Linked DNA regions of Mus musculus: region 2 is linked to region 1. The links are chromatin contacts, called in public HiChIP or PLAC-seq maps. All regions are on one chromosome and are shown on one strand. The core of a region is the stretch at or near the end of the contact, and the rest is flanking DNA. Distances in the headings are between cores, read along the strand shown. Region 1 overlaps Ak7 (adenylate kinase 7). Region 2 holds the start of Papola (poly (A) polymerase alpha).

Region 1 (5,881 bases), core at 570-3,069:
TCAGAAGAGCAGTCAGTGCTCTTAACCACTGAGCCATCTCTCTATCCCCTACCCCTACCCCCCACTCATGAATCTCCCTTGAGTGAGAATAAGTCACCATGGTGATTAAGCAGACATTAGCAGTTCCACTCAAGGCTGGGCACACTGGCAGTCTGTGAATGAAGCTTCAGGGGTCAGGGGACCAGGTCTGATGCCTGAAGGCGTGCCCGGCATGCTGGCGGACCTGGGGTCCATCTCCAACTCTGGAGAGCAATGTTAGGGAAGGGAAAGAAACCTAGGCATCACTCCGTCTTTTGTATTTGGACCTCATGTCAGCGATCCAGAAAAAAACAAAACAACAACAACGACAACGAACAGTGCCAACCACACTCATTGCACAAAGCTCTCTAGTTTGTCAGTGTTTTGCTGAGACACCCAGGCTGGTCTGCCCACTTTATGGGCCCAAGTAATCCTCCAAGCTTAGCCTCCAGAGCAGCTTCATTAGGCACTTACCACTGAGGCCAGCTTGGTCACCACGAAGTGTCACCAAGACCACAATGACTTCATCTCCGGGCAGAATAGAGCATTTATGTCAATTAAAACCCTCGTACTGAGACCTGGTACAGGGTCCGGGGCCATAGCTGAGTTGCTAGATTGCTTGCCCAACATGCACAAAGCCCTCGGTTTGATCCTCAGCCCCACATAAGCTAGGGGTGGTGGCACACAGCTGTGACTCTAGCACTCACCAAGCAGAAGTCATCCTCTGCTACATAATGAGTGCAAGGCTAGCCTGGGCTACGTGAGACCCTGTTTCAAAACAAACCAAGCAAACCCCCACCGGATCCTGAGCTTCACAGTCATGTGAGCCCTGTGATAGGTGACTGAAAGGTGACTGAAGATCCTTCTAGAAGGACCTGTTTTCACAGCTTCCCTTCCCCTCGGGGCCAACGTAGAGTTCACAGGTGTTGTCACAAGGAACAGCTCTGCCTTAATTTAGTTCTTCATTCCCATTAAATGTCAGTGGTGGCTGGGAACATTTCTGTATTTCATGCAGTTTTTTCTTCTCCAATAAGGGACCCTGTCTCAGCCCTAAGCAGTGTCTAACTAAAGAGCCCAGAAAAGACTGCAGAGTCAAGCCGGGCGTGGTGGCACACGCCTTTAATCCCAGCACTCGGGAGGCAGAGGCAGGCGGATTTCTGAGTTCGAGGCCAGCCTGGTCTACAAAGTGAGTTCCAGGACAGCCAGGGCTACACAGAGAAACCCTGTCTCGAAAAACCAAAAAAAAAAAAAAAAAAAAAAAAAAAAAGACTGCAGAGTCTGTAACGGTGTCCGTTTAACTTACTAAGTCTGCTTCAATATAACTAATGTTATATCCTTCCTCTCCCTCGCTCTCTCCACCCCCCCTTCTCTGTATTTTATCCATTTAGGCCAAAAAGTTCGCAACTTATGTAGTCGCCTCAGGACTTCAGTATGGAGCAGAAGGAGGCATCTTACACACGTTTTTTAAGGTCTGGTTTTTTCCAAGGACTAAGTAGACTCTACTTTCTTCATTTTTAATTTCACTTTCAAGTTAGGTTACAAAGTAGCCACTTCCTCACCCCATGTCCCTGCCTTCAACCTCACTCGGGGCCTGAGACTCTGGGGATTCTTTGTTGGCATTTATTTGATTTATTATTATTACTACTACTACTATATACATGTATATTATGTGTATGCTGGGGCCTGCACACGCCTCAGCTCCAATACACGAGTCAGAGGACAGCTTGGTGGAGTCCCTGTTGGAAAGTGTTTACCTGCTGAGCCATCTGTCAGCCCACTGTGTGCATTCTCCAACTGTGTTTTATAAGGCAGGGGGTGCCAGCCTGCAAAGGCAGGACTGAGAGAGACTGAGATCAGCCTAGAAGACAATGGTAAAACTCTGTCTCAGAGAACAAAGAGAAAGGAGGGGGAGGGGGAGGGGAGGTGGGGAGGGGAGGGGAAAGGGAGAAGAGGGAGGGGAGGGGAGGGGAGGTGGGGAGGGGAGGGGAAGGGGAGAGGAGGGAGGGGATGAGAGGGTTGGGTTCAGTCCTCAGTGGGTGATGGTAGGAGAACCAAGTCACACTTGTACTTTGACACATACCGCTACACACACTCGCTCCCTCACATAGTAAGAACTTTAAATTTAAAGAGAAAGTTCATAAACATATCTGGCTGTCTTTTCACAGCTATGCTTTAAGGAAAGGTGAAAATTTAAAAAAAAAAAATGATAAAAAAGAAAGTCGAGGAGGGAGGAGATCAAGCCTGTATCTCTGGTAAGACCAGTCAGCATGAGGAGTCAGTCAGCGTGAGGAGTCAGTCAGCGTGAGGAGTCAGTCAGCATGAGGAGTCAGTCAGCGTGAGGAGTCAGTCAGCGTGAGGAGTCAGTCAGCATGAGGAGTCAGTCAGCGTGAGGAGTCGGCATGAGGTCTGAGCGTGAGGAAGGCATCTAAACCATGGGCACCACTGTGCCACCTGGAGAGTCCACACACAGGAGGACTGAGAACTGGGACCCACAGGATCTGGAGGATACGGGAAATGGGAGGGAGACCCAGGAGGGACAAAGAGAAATGGCAGGCAGTGTTGCCAATGGTGACCAGGAAGAGTCTATCAGAAACAAACAAACAAAACAAAACAAAAAACCCCATAAAAAACGGAGTTGCCTGTAGGGTCAAATACTGCAGATTGTTAAGATGAGATCTAAGCGTTGACAATTAGATTTTTTTTATGGGGCTGACTGTATTAAAGTCTGAGAGAAGGGGACCCAAGAGGGACAACTAGAGGCCAGGCATGCGCGTGCGCGGTGGCGCTTCTGGAGCCCCCTGAGAAACACATGCTGGGGCAAACGCCCCCTGCCCGTCTCTTTCAGATGGCCTGGCTGGGCGAGGTCCCCGCACTACCCGTGTTTGGAGATGGGACCAATTGCATTCCGGCCATTCATGTTGTTGACCTCGCAGGGTAAGAGGCCTCCCTGATGTGTGGCGTGTCCCGGAAGTGTGTCTGATGAAGCATTCATTATCCACCCCATGTCTCCACACTTCTGATCACGAGTGTAGCTTCATCACTTAGAGACCCTGTCAGCCGAGAAACAGCCCTGGGAAAGAAAGGGCTTGGGGTACACTGCTGAACAACCCATTTCTTTTCCCCTTTGTCTCAGATAAGATGGGTTGCAATGGTAGACAAAGTTCCAAAAGCCGGGCAGCGAACTGTAAGCCTGAACCCCCCCCCCCCCCCTTTGAAACAGGGTCTCACTCTCCTCTGCCTCCAGCCTTAGCTTCCCCAGGGGCAGAATTCAAATCTTATACGTGTCCTACAAATAATAAGGAAATTGTATATCCTGAGGCCATGGCCGGGGGAACTTCACGTTCCCCTATGGGAAGGGCTGGGCGAGGTCACAAGGACTCTCATAGCCTCAGAAGCAACTCATTCAATAAACACTGTTGCTGGGTGTGGTGGCCCACACCTTTAATCCCAGCACTTGGGAGGCAGAGGCAGGTTGATTTCTGAGTTAGAGGCCAGCCTGGTCTACAGAGTGAGTCCCAGGACAGCCAGGGCTACACAGAGAAACCCTGTCTCCAAAAACCAGAAACAAAAAACAAAACAAACAACCACACACACACACTGTTTCCACATTAAACAGATGACAGATATCACAAAATCCTTTCTATAGTGAGCACGGGTTATAGTTTTGCATTTGTTTTAGGGTCAGAAAAGGTTAGAGATCAGCCAAGCTTAACACATTCCATTCCAGAAGGTTTACCTAATAACCCGAGGGTGTTAGTGTATAGAGGTTAAGAGTGAAGAGTTGTGTTTCTCCAAAAGGCCTGAAGAAGCTTTGGTTCTCAACGTGAAACCCTCCAACCCTCAATGGGCCCCCCCTGGGAGCTCTCTGCCCTGGGGGGGACAAGCCCTCTGCAGTGTAACAAAGAGGCGGCTTCTTCTAACCACTTGGGTCTCACACTTGGCCTGAATGTCCCACTCTCCAAGCCTTCCAACCCAGTCCAGGTAGATGCTGACGCAAGCAACAGGGTGGAGAGCTGGGTCACAGTTCTTGAAACGCCAGCCTTGCGTTCCAACCGCCTGGGCTTTACACTGCCCTACAGGCTGGTCTCCAAGGGGGCTGGTTCTAGAGTCCTAGATTTTTTTCCCTCTCAGGGATGGAAATCATTCCGGGTCTTAGAGAGAGTCACATAGATTGAACTTCAGGGCCACAACTCTGTGTAGATCTCTGTAAGCCCTGACCCTAAGTGATTCCTATTACTATTCTGAGAGCAGAGTCTCTGGAAAATGATACAAATCCCAGTTCACAGCTCATATATCTGTGTGTGTGCCTGTGATCCCAGGAGGAAGAATGCAAGACCAGTCTGAGCTACACAGGAGTTCAGGGCTAACCTGGGCTAGGCAGCCATTTCTTCTCTTTGTTTGTTTGTTTTTTTTTTTTTGTTTTTTGTTTTTTTGAGACAGGGTTTCTCTATATAGCCCTGGCTGTCCTGGAACTCACTCTGTAGACCAGGCTGGCCTCGAACTCAGAAATCCGCCTGCCTCTGCCTCCCGAGTGCTGAGATTAAAGGCGTGCGCCACCACGCCCGGCTGCCATTTCTTCTCTTACTCTAACTCTCATTCCTGAAATACTACTACTACTACTACTAATAATAATGATAATAATAAAAATCCCTAGATTTGCCACAGCCAAAATTAACTAGTCCTTAACATCCTACTTATTTTTTTAAAGATTTATTTATTTATTATATGTAAGGACACTGTAGCTATCTTCAGACACACTGGAAGAGGGCATCAGATCTCATTACGGGTGGTTGTGAGCCAGCATGTGGTTGCTGGGATTTGAACTCAGGACCTTTGGAAGAACAGTCAGTGCTCTTAACCACTGAGCCTTCTCTCCGGCCCAACATCTTACTTTTAAAGATCCATTATAGGGTGATTTCTTTATGTATATGAGTACACTGTAGCTGTCTTCAGACACACCAGAAGAAGGCATTGGATCCCATTACAGATGGTTGTGAGCTACCATGTGGTTGTTGGGGATTGAACTCAGGACCAGTGAGTGCTCTTAATCACTGAGCCATCTCTCCGGCCCCTGCAGGGTGATTTCTTTTCCTCTTCTTTTTTGGGGCCCTTTCCCCTTGCAGTGACACCTTCTTTCGTTCTGCAGATTATTTTGAAGGCTGAATCATTTACCAGAGGAATGAGAACTGATGGCTACAATCCTCTGCGATGTTGACATGAAATAGATGGGAAACGAACACTTATTGTTTTTTGTTTTTTTTTTTTAATATTTATTTATTTATTTATTCATATGTAAGTACACTTTAGCTGTCTTTAGACACTCCAGAAGAGGGAGTCAGATTTCGTTACAGATGGTTGTGAGCCACCATGTGGTTGCTGGGATTTGAACTCAGGACCTTTGGAAGAGCAGTCGGTGCTCTTAACCGCTGAGCCATCTCACCAGCCCCCATGAACACTTATTGTTATTGCTGCTTTTCTCATTTCCAGGGCTGGGGGTCGAGCACAGGTCCAGGTACAGGCTAGACGTTCACTCTACAGAGAGCCGAATGAAGTTTTAGATGTGCACATTTAATTTCATTTTACTGAAGAAGAACCTAAGACTCCCATAGAACTAACAGGCCACTGTGGTGGACTTCCAGCCCCTGTCATTTCTACAACTACGAGGATCTGCCTCAAACCATAACGTCTCTCATCATCAGATGGGGACAATCACAGCAGCTGTCTGACAAGAGTGTTGAACTCATTGTTAGTCATTGGTCACCTCTGCATGACTTCCTTAAGACAGTTGCCAAAATCTAGAATCTGCATCTCACTTTGCAAATCACTGACCCCAAGCACAGTTATGAGATTCAAGTGAGCCATG
Region 2 (5,760 bases), core at 3-2,502, 51 kb after region 1:
GATGGGGAGGGAGCTTTAGGAGTGAAAGGAAGCCCTAAGTGCAGGGGACCTCCAAAAGCTTCTTTCTTTTTTTTTTTTTTTTTTTTTTTGGTTTTTCGAGACAGGGTTTCTCTGTGTAGCCCTGGCTGTCCTGGCACTCACTTTGTAGACCAGGCTGGCCTCGAACTCAGAAATCCGCCTGCCTCTGCCTCCCGAGTGCTGGGATTAAAGGCGTGCGCCACCACGCCCGGCCAAAAGCTTCTTTCAAGAAGCTATGAGAAGGAAAAGGAATAGTTGGGCCTTTCTAATGATTACTCAGAACAGAATGGTGAGTGTACCCAGCCAAACCCCGTAAGAAGTGTGCCAGGGGCTGGAAATTTTAGGAAGGAAAAATACATTATCTTAAGATGAACCCAGCATACTAGGAATGGCTCCTTTTTCTGAGTATGGTCCAGTAACCCGAACTTCACCTGCCCAACTGCATTAACTCTTCAGCACAGAGACAAGGTCATAGTCACACCCAGAAGTATATTCCAATCTATCACATAAAATTGGTAGTGGTGTTTCACACCTGTAATGTCAACACTCAGGAGGTGGAGGCAGGAGGATCAGAAACTAAGGGCTAGTAGCTTCATGGGAGCCTGTCTTATAAAACAAACAAGAACAACAACAACAACAACAACAAAAAACCCGCCAAAACCCCAAAGGTTACTGTCAATTTTATTAAATTATTGCCTTGGTCCGGAATCCCCTGCCCTGCACATTTGGCATGAGAAGCACAGGTCTGGGCAACACAGATGCAGAGGGTCATCGTCAGGGGAGGGGATCCACGGCCACACTTCTGGGACAGGCTCTGTACTGGGCTCTAACACATTTAAGTCCTCACTCACATCGATGTTTAAAAAGCAGTTCTCCCACGCAGCGGAGGTGCAACTGGCACCGAACAGCTCTCGGTTCCAGGCATCCCCCGCGCTTGGGCTGCCCCGCACGTGGCGCCCGCTTGGGCCGCGCCCCCTTCTCATCGCTGCCACGGCTGCGTCACTCTCATTCGCCAGGACGGCGTCGCCAAGCGAATGAACTACAGCCTCTCGCTCGGAGCCTCCCGCACCCATCCCACGCTCTACCACGAAAGCGTGAGATCACCGGGGGGGGGGGGGGGGGGGGGGAGGGGGAGAAGCGCCGCTTCACGCCGAGAACTACATTTCCCGTCAGGTCTTGCGGCGTCGCGCAGCGCGCGCGCAGGCGCGCGCTCGGTGTGCGTGGCGGCGTCAGCGGTTCTAGAACGTTGCTGTGGTAGCGCTCGGGCGCCATGTTAGGACGAAGGGGAAGGAGGAGAAGCGCTTAAAGCGGCGGGGCACGGGTGCAGGACTGGGTTGGCCCCGGGGCTGAGGTAGGCTGCCGTCCTTCCCGCCTCGGTGGATCATGCCCAGGACGGCAGCGGTCGCGGGGGGGAAGTGACTGGGCGGTGCCGGCGCCGGAGACGATGCCGTTGTAAGTGATTGGCGTGCTGAGTGAGGCGCACGCCGGCCGGGCCCCGGGGGTGGCGGAGGGGGAGGGGAGGCGCACGGGCGCCCCGGGCCGCGGCTTCCGGCCCCTCGGGCGCGGGGCCCCCGCAGGATCCCCAAGCGGAACGGCGCCCGGCGCGGACTGGCGGGCCGCGGCTCCCGGGTTCCTTCCTGTCCCGGTTTCACCATGGCGCCGTCCAGCCCCCTAGTTCCCCACTTCCGCTTCCCTCGGAGCGGGTGAGGAACCGGGGCCGGGAGGGAGCAGGCCGCGCTGGCGGCCCGGGGGCAGCTTCCGGAACGGCGGGCTGCGGGGCGGCGCCGTCCCTGCTTTGTTGTGACTAGGCAACCTGGCTTCGGCGCGCTACCTGATCGCTCCCGCCCTTGGGTCACTTGTGTTGTGATTGCGAGTGTACGCTTTGAGCTAATTCACTTAGGCCTTCTAATGTCGCTAGGTCTACTTTACACACTTGACCGTGATTTTTCTTTACTTAATTTCCCCCCTCCCCCCTTTTCTCCTAAGAAAGATATTTGGAAACCGGTTGTTGGGATTCGAAAGTAGATGAGGGTTTTATGTTCCAACTAACCTATCTTGGCGAAAAGGCTTTAGGTCGTGCGACTGCTTTTCTTCCAAACAAGAGAGGCAGTTTTGGACGTAGCCTCAATGTGACAGATCTAGGGTTGTACTTACTAATTTAAAAATGGATTTCATGCGCTTTTCTTTCTCACACACTAGCTTGCTAGCTTTACTCGACCCTGATGTTTAGTCCAGAGACCTGTCAGCTGTATTTCTGTAGTGATAACATTTGTTGGGCTTAATTAACCACAAAGTTCCCTTTGACTCCTTATTCATGGAACAAGGGTAAAGGAGCACGAGAATAGAATCTATAAAGATGTTTGGTGTTTTTCAGTGGGGTTCAAGTAGATGTGAGTGAGTGAGGTGTTGTCACATGATGACCTTGTATTAGCTCATCCAGACTTTTTTCTGATACATCAGTGCTTAAAAAAAGATATGGTTGCACACTCTAAAGGGAAGGCTTCGGATTAGAAATGTTATCTTGTGTCTGGGAGTGAAGGTAGGAGGGAGAGTACAGGTTTCCTGCAGTTTTTATTTCAGTGCACTTCTGAAAGTGGAACGGTACAAGGAGGCTGCATGAGCACCGCACATGTCCAGGTCTATGCTTGAAGTTCTTCAGTCTATTTCCTTTAGGTTTAAAAAAATGGAGCCAAGACAGATGGACATGCACATGACCCCTTTTTTTTGTGTGTTTCATGGGATTTGAACTCTATAGCCAGTTTCTTACAAGCTGTTCTATCTCCATCCAGAGTGTACTGGGACTTTTAATCCAGGGAAACCCAAGACTGCCTGGCTGAGGAGGACAGGCCTGCCTTCCTCCTCATTACTTTGTTTCTTGAGGGCTCTGTCCCTGAGCTCACCTCTCCATGGGACGCCTTGTTCTTCTGTGTGCCAGCATCACTTGCCATGATTTTTACTTTTGATCTTTTGAATTGAGATTTCCTGGATAGTTTGTGTTTGGTATCCAGTGTGGGTTTTGGTGTGCCTGTTAAATTTAGACAATGTAAGTTGGGATTGAAGCATAGACAGTTCAGGTGAATGGTCAGAATGGACTGAGTCGTTACAAAACATTCTCAAAGGTATATGGTTTGTGTATAATTACATACATAATTTGGAAAATGCTGGTACCTTTTGATTGCCATAGTGGTGAAACTTAGAAAAGTTATGGAGGAAGCTAAAGCTTTTTAAAATACTTGAAATTTCTGCATTCTCCATTAACAGAGTTTCTCACCTCAGTGCTGTAACCCTGGTAATTTCTGGAGGGCCCTTCCCACGTCTTGTTGGGTGTGTAACAGTACCTCTGACCTGCTTAGTGGTTGCCAACGGCTTTACCCCAGGAACTTCTCACAGTGGCAAACGCACAGATGTCCCCAGACTTTTCCAGATGTACTCTGAGGGACTTTGTTCGTGGTTTAAGAACCACTGCATTAACACAAAGTATATATCATTATAGACATTTTATTCTCTGTGCCATATGCTAGTGTCCACATCTTTCTTTGTACCAGTACCAGTGACTTAGCAAGTGTCAGAATGTTGTTGAAGTTGTTGGTAGAACTATTTAGTGAGACTTAAGACAGTAGTTCTTCTAAGTGTATAAAGGACTTTTACTGGTAAGAAAATGGGGCAGGGAACTTGCCTAGAGTCAAAGGTGGGAGTGGGTGGGTAGGAGAGTGAGGGGGGTATGGGGGACTTTTGGGATAGCATTGGAAATGTAAATGAAGAAAATACCTAATTAAAAAAGAAAAGGAAATAAGGACAAAAAGTTTAACACAATTCCATTCAAATAAAATTATAACTAACATTACAAAAAACAAACAAACAAAAAACCCAAAAGGTAGAGCTGGGTCCTGCTCGGGAATATGATGTGGCTGTGCCTTAGCATGGTCTGCTGGTGCATTACTGGGATCCTTTTTACCCGGTTGAGAGCTTTTGTTGGTTCTGTAATCTCAGCTCTAGAAGTGGGGGAGAGGGTTTTGAGTACAACTTAAGCTACATGATAAAAGTAAAATCCCATCTCAAAGACAGGAGACGGCAGTTTATTAGCAAACATTGTAGGTTTTTTAAAATATAAATATATAAAATAATGGGTTTTGTTGTGATGTTTTCATGCTTGTATATGAGTACTACTCTCATTGGCACCCTTCTCCATCTCTTGTCCGTTCCTCTATTCTTCTGCCAAGGAGTGACTGTTTACCTCTTTCCCCTCCTTCCTTCTCTCCCTCTTTCTTTGTTTCTGAGACAGAGTTTCTCTGTGTAGGCTTGGCTGACCTTGAACTCAAGAGATCTGCCTGCCTCTGCCTCCTGAGTGTTCAGATTAAAGGCGTGCCCCACCACAGCCTTTTGAATTGAGATTTCCTTTTTTTTGGAGACAGGGTCAGGGTCTTGCTACCATTCAGGCTGGCTTCTCACTTGTGCTCCAGACTTTTAAGGGTGGAATGATGGCATCTCTCAGCTGGGTGGAAAAATGTTTGAAGCTTAATTCCAGCTTTAGCTAGGAGGTATGTGGCTAGTGGAGGTCTGAGCAGGAATTGCCTGACAGGAATGAGGTCCTGAGTTCCATCCCTAGTAGTTCAAAGAAAGAAAAATGCTAGTTTTATAAAAGTCTGACCCTTAAGATTGTCTTTTTAATATGGTGTGGCATTAGAATGGAGAATATTAGTTTTGAGAAGAGTACTGTGTGTGAGTAACTTAAAGTAATAACTGTGTTCATGGGACTTGTGATGTTTCTGTTGAGTATTTAACATTGGGACACTTAAACTCGAGAATAAGTGAGGCTGTTGTCAGCTCACAGAAAACAACTTGGCAGTATTTGTTGTGGCCAGGAAATAATCGGAGCTTTATGCATGAAGCATGCTTTGGTGATACCAGAATGCTGTAGGACCTGTTCATTTTTAGAAGATATGTGTAATTCAGTGAGCCCTTACTTTGTAAATTAGGAAAAGGATATGATGCCAGGTTATATTCGTGTGCATCAACCAAAACAATTTATTGAAGTAGATTTGAGTGCAGAAGCTGATAGGGGAATCAAGCCATATTTAGCTTAGCTGGAATTGAGATTTACAGAAATGTACTTTATTCTTACTACTTAAAGGATTTTTTTTGAAACTCCTGTTTCATAGGAATATTATGCTGAGGGCTTCTTGTTCTGTAAACAAGTGTTTCAGTTCTCAACTATAATTTTGCAGTATAATAAATTTTGGTGGACAGAACTCATAAAAAGGTTGAGCTGCTCTGTGCAGCCCTAGAGCAGGCTGAGGACTGAGCTGGTGGGTTTGTTTGTTTGCTTGTTTGTTTGTTTTCAGGGTTTTTTTGTGGCAGGGTTTCTCAGTCTAGCCCTGGCTGTCTTGGAACTCACTTTGTAGACCAGGCTGGTCTCGGGAACTCAGAAATCTGCCTGCCTCTGCCTCCTGAGTGCTGGAGTTAAAGGTGGGGGGCCACCATGCGCTTAACATTGATCAGGATGGACACAATATGCAGAATAGTTTTTTTTTGTTACACAGTGATTGTATTTTCTTTAAGGCTGCAACTTTAGTTACTTTATTTCAGGCATCTAAGAGAAACATAACTTAAAAACAAGGCACTATTGAGAGCAAAAATGGACTAATAGAAGAATGGGGTAAAGAAAAGGTATTAGATAATCTTTAGAAAAATAATTTCTGAAGTGGAGGACACATGTATGTGTGGGTAAGGTGCACACATGTA

Evidence for each region. HiChIP or PLAC-seq counts read pairs in DNA pulled down with a chosen protein or histone mark.
Region 2: a contact with region 1 is called in an H3K27ac HiChIP or PLAC-seq map of embryonic stem cells, with 52 read pairs. The contact joins the promoter of Papola here to the enhancer-like site in region 1. A contact is called at or near these places in 32 of 484 Hi-C or Micro-C datasets (the C2C12 cell line, the G1E-ER4 cell line, bone marrow-derived macrophages and 7 more), 11 of 115 datasets of contacts at active chromatin or transcription factors (CD8 T cells, bone marrow-derived macrophages, embryonic stem cells and 3 more) and 3 of 9 other capture datasets (adipose tissue, liver and pancreatic islet).

What each region holds. Positions count from the first base shown.
Region 1 is chr12:105,732,027-105,737,907 of GRCm38.p6, forward strand. Ak7 (adenylate kinase 7) reads left to right here. Exons shown (of 18, transcript NM_030187.1): 6 at 1,407-1,487; 7 at 2,864-2,952. Among named protein-coding and RNA genes, the nearest start is that of Ak7, 29 kb to the left of the region's middle. Within about 2 kb of position 1,820, at least 43 of the 459 cell types and tissues checked have an H3K27ac peak or open chromatin away from gene starts, as enhancers often do. A contact at or near this core is called in CD8 T cells, embryonic stem cells, extraembryonic endoderm stem cells and 4 more, where this site is marked.
Region 2 is chr12:105,783,445-105,789,204 of GRCm38.p6, forward strand. Papola (poly (A) polymerase alpha) reads left to right here and starts at 1,253. Exons shown (of 22, transcript NM_011112.4): 1 at 1,253-1,470. The coding sequence starts at 1,463.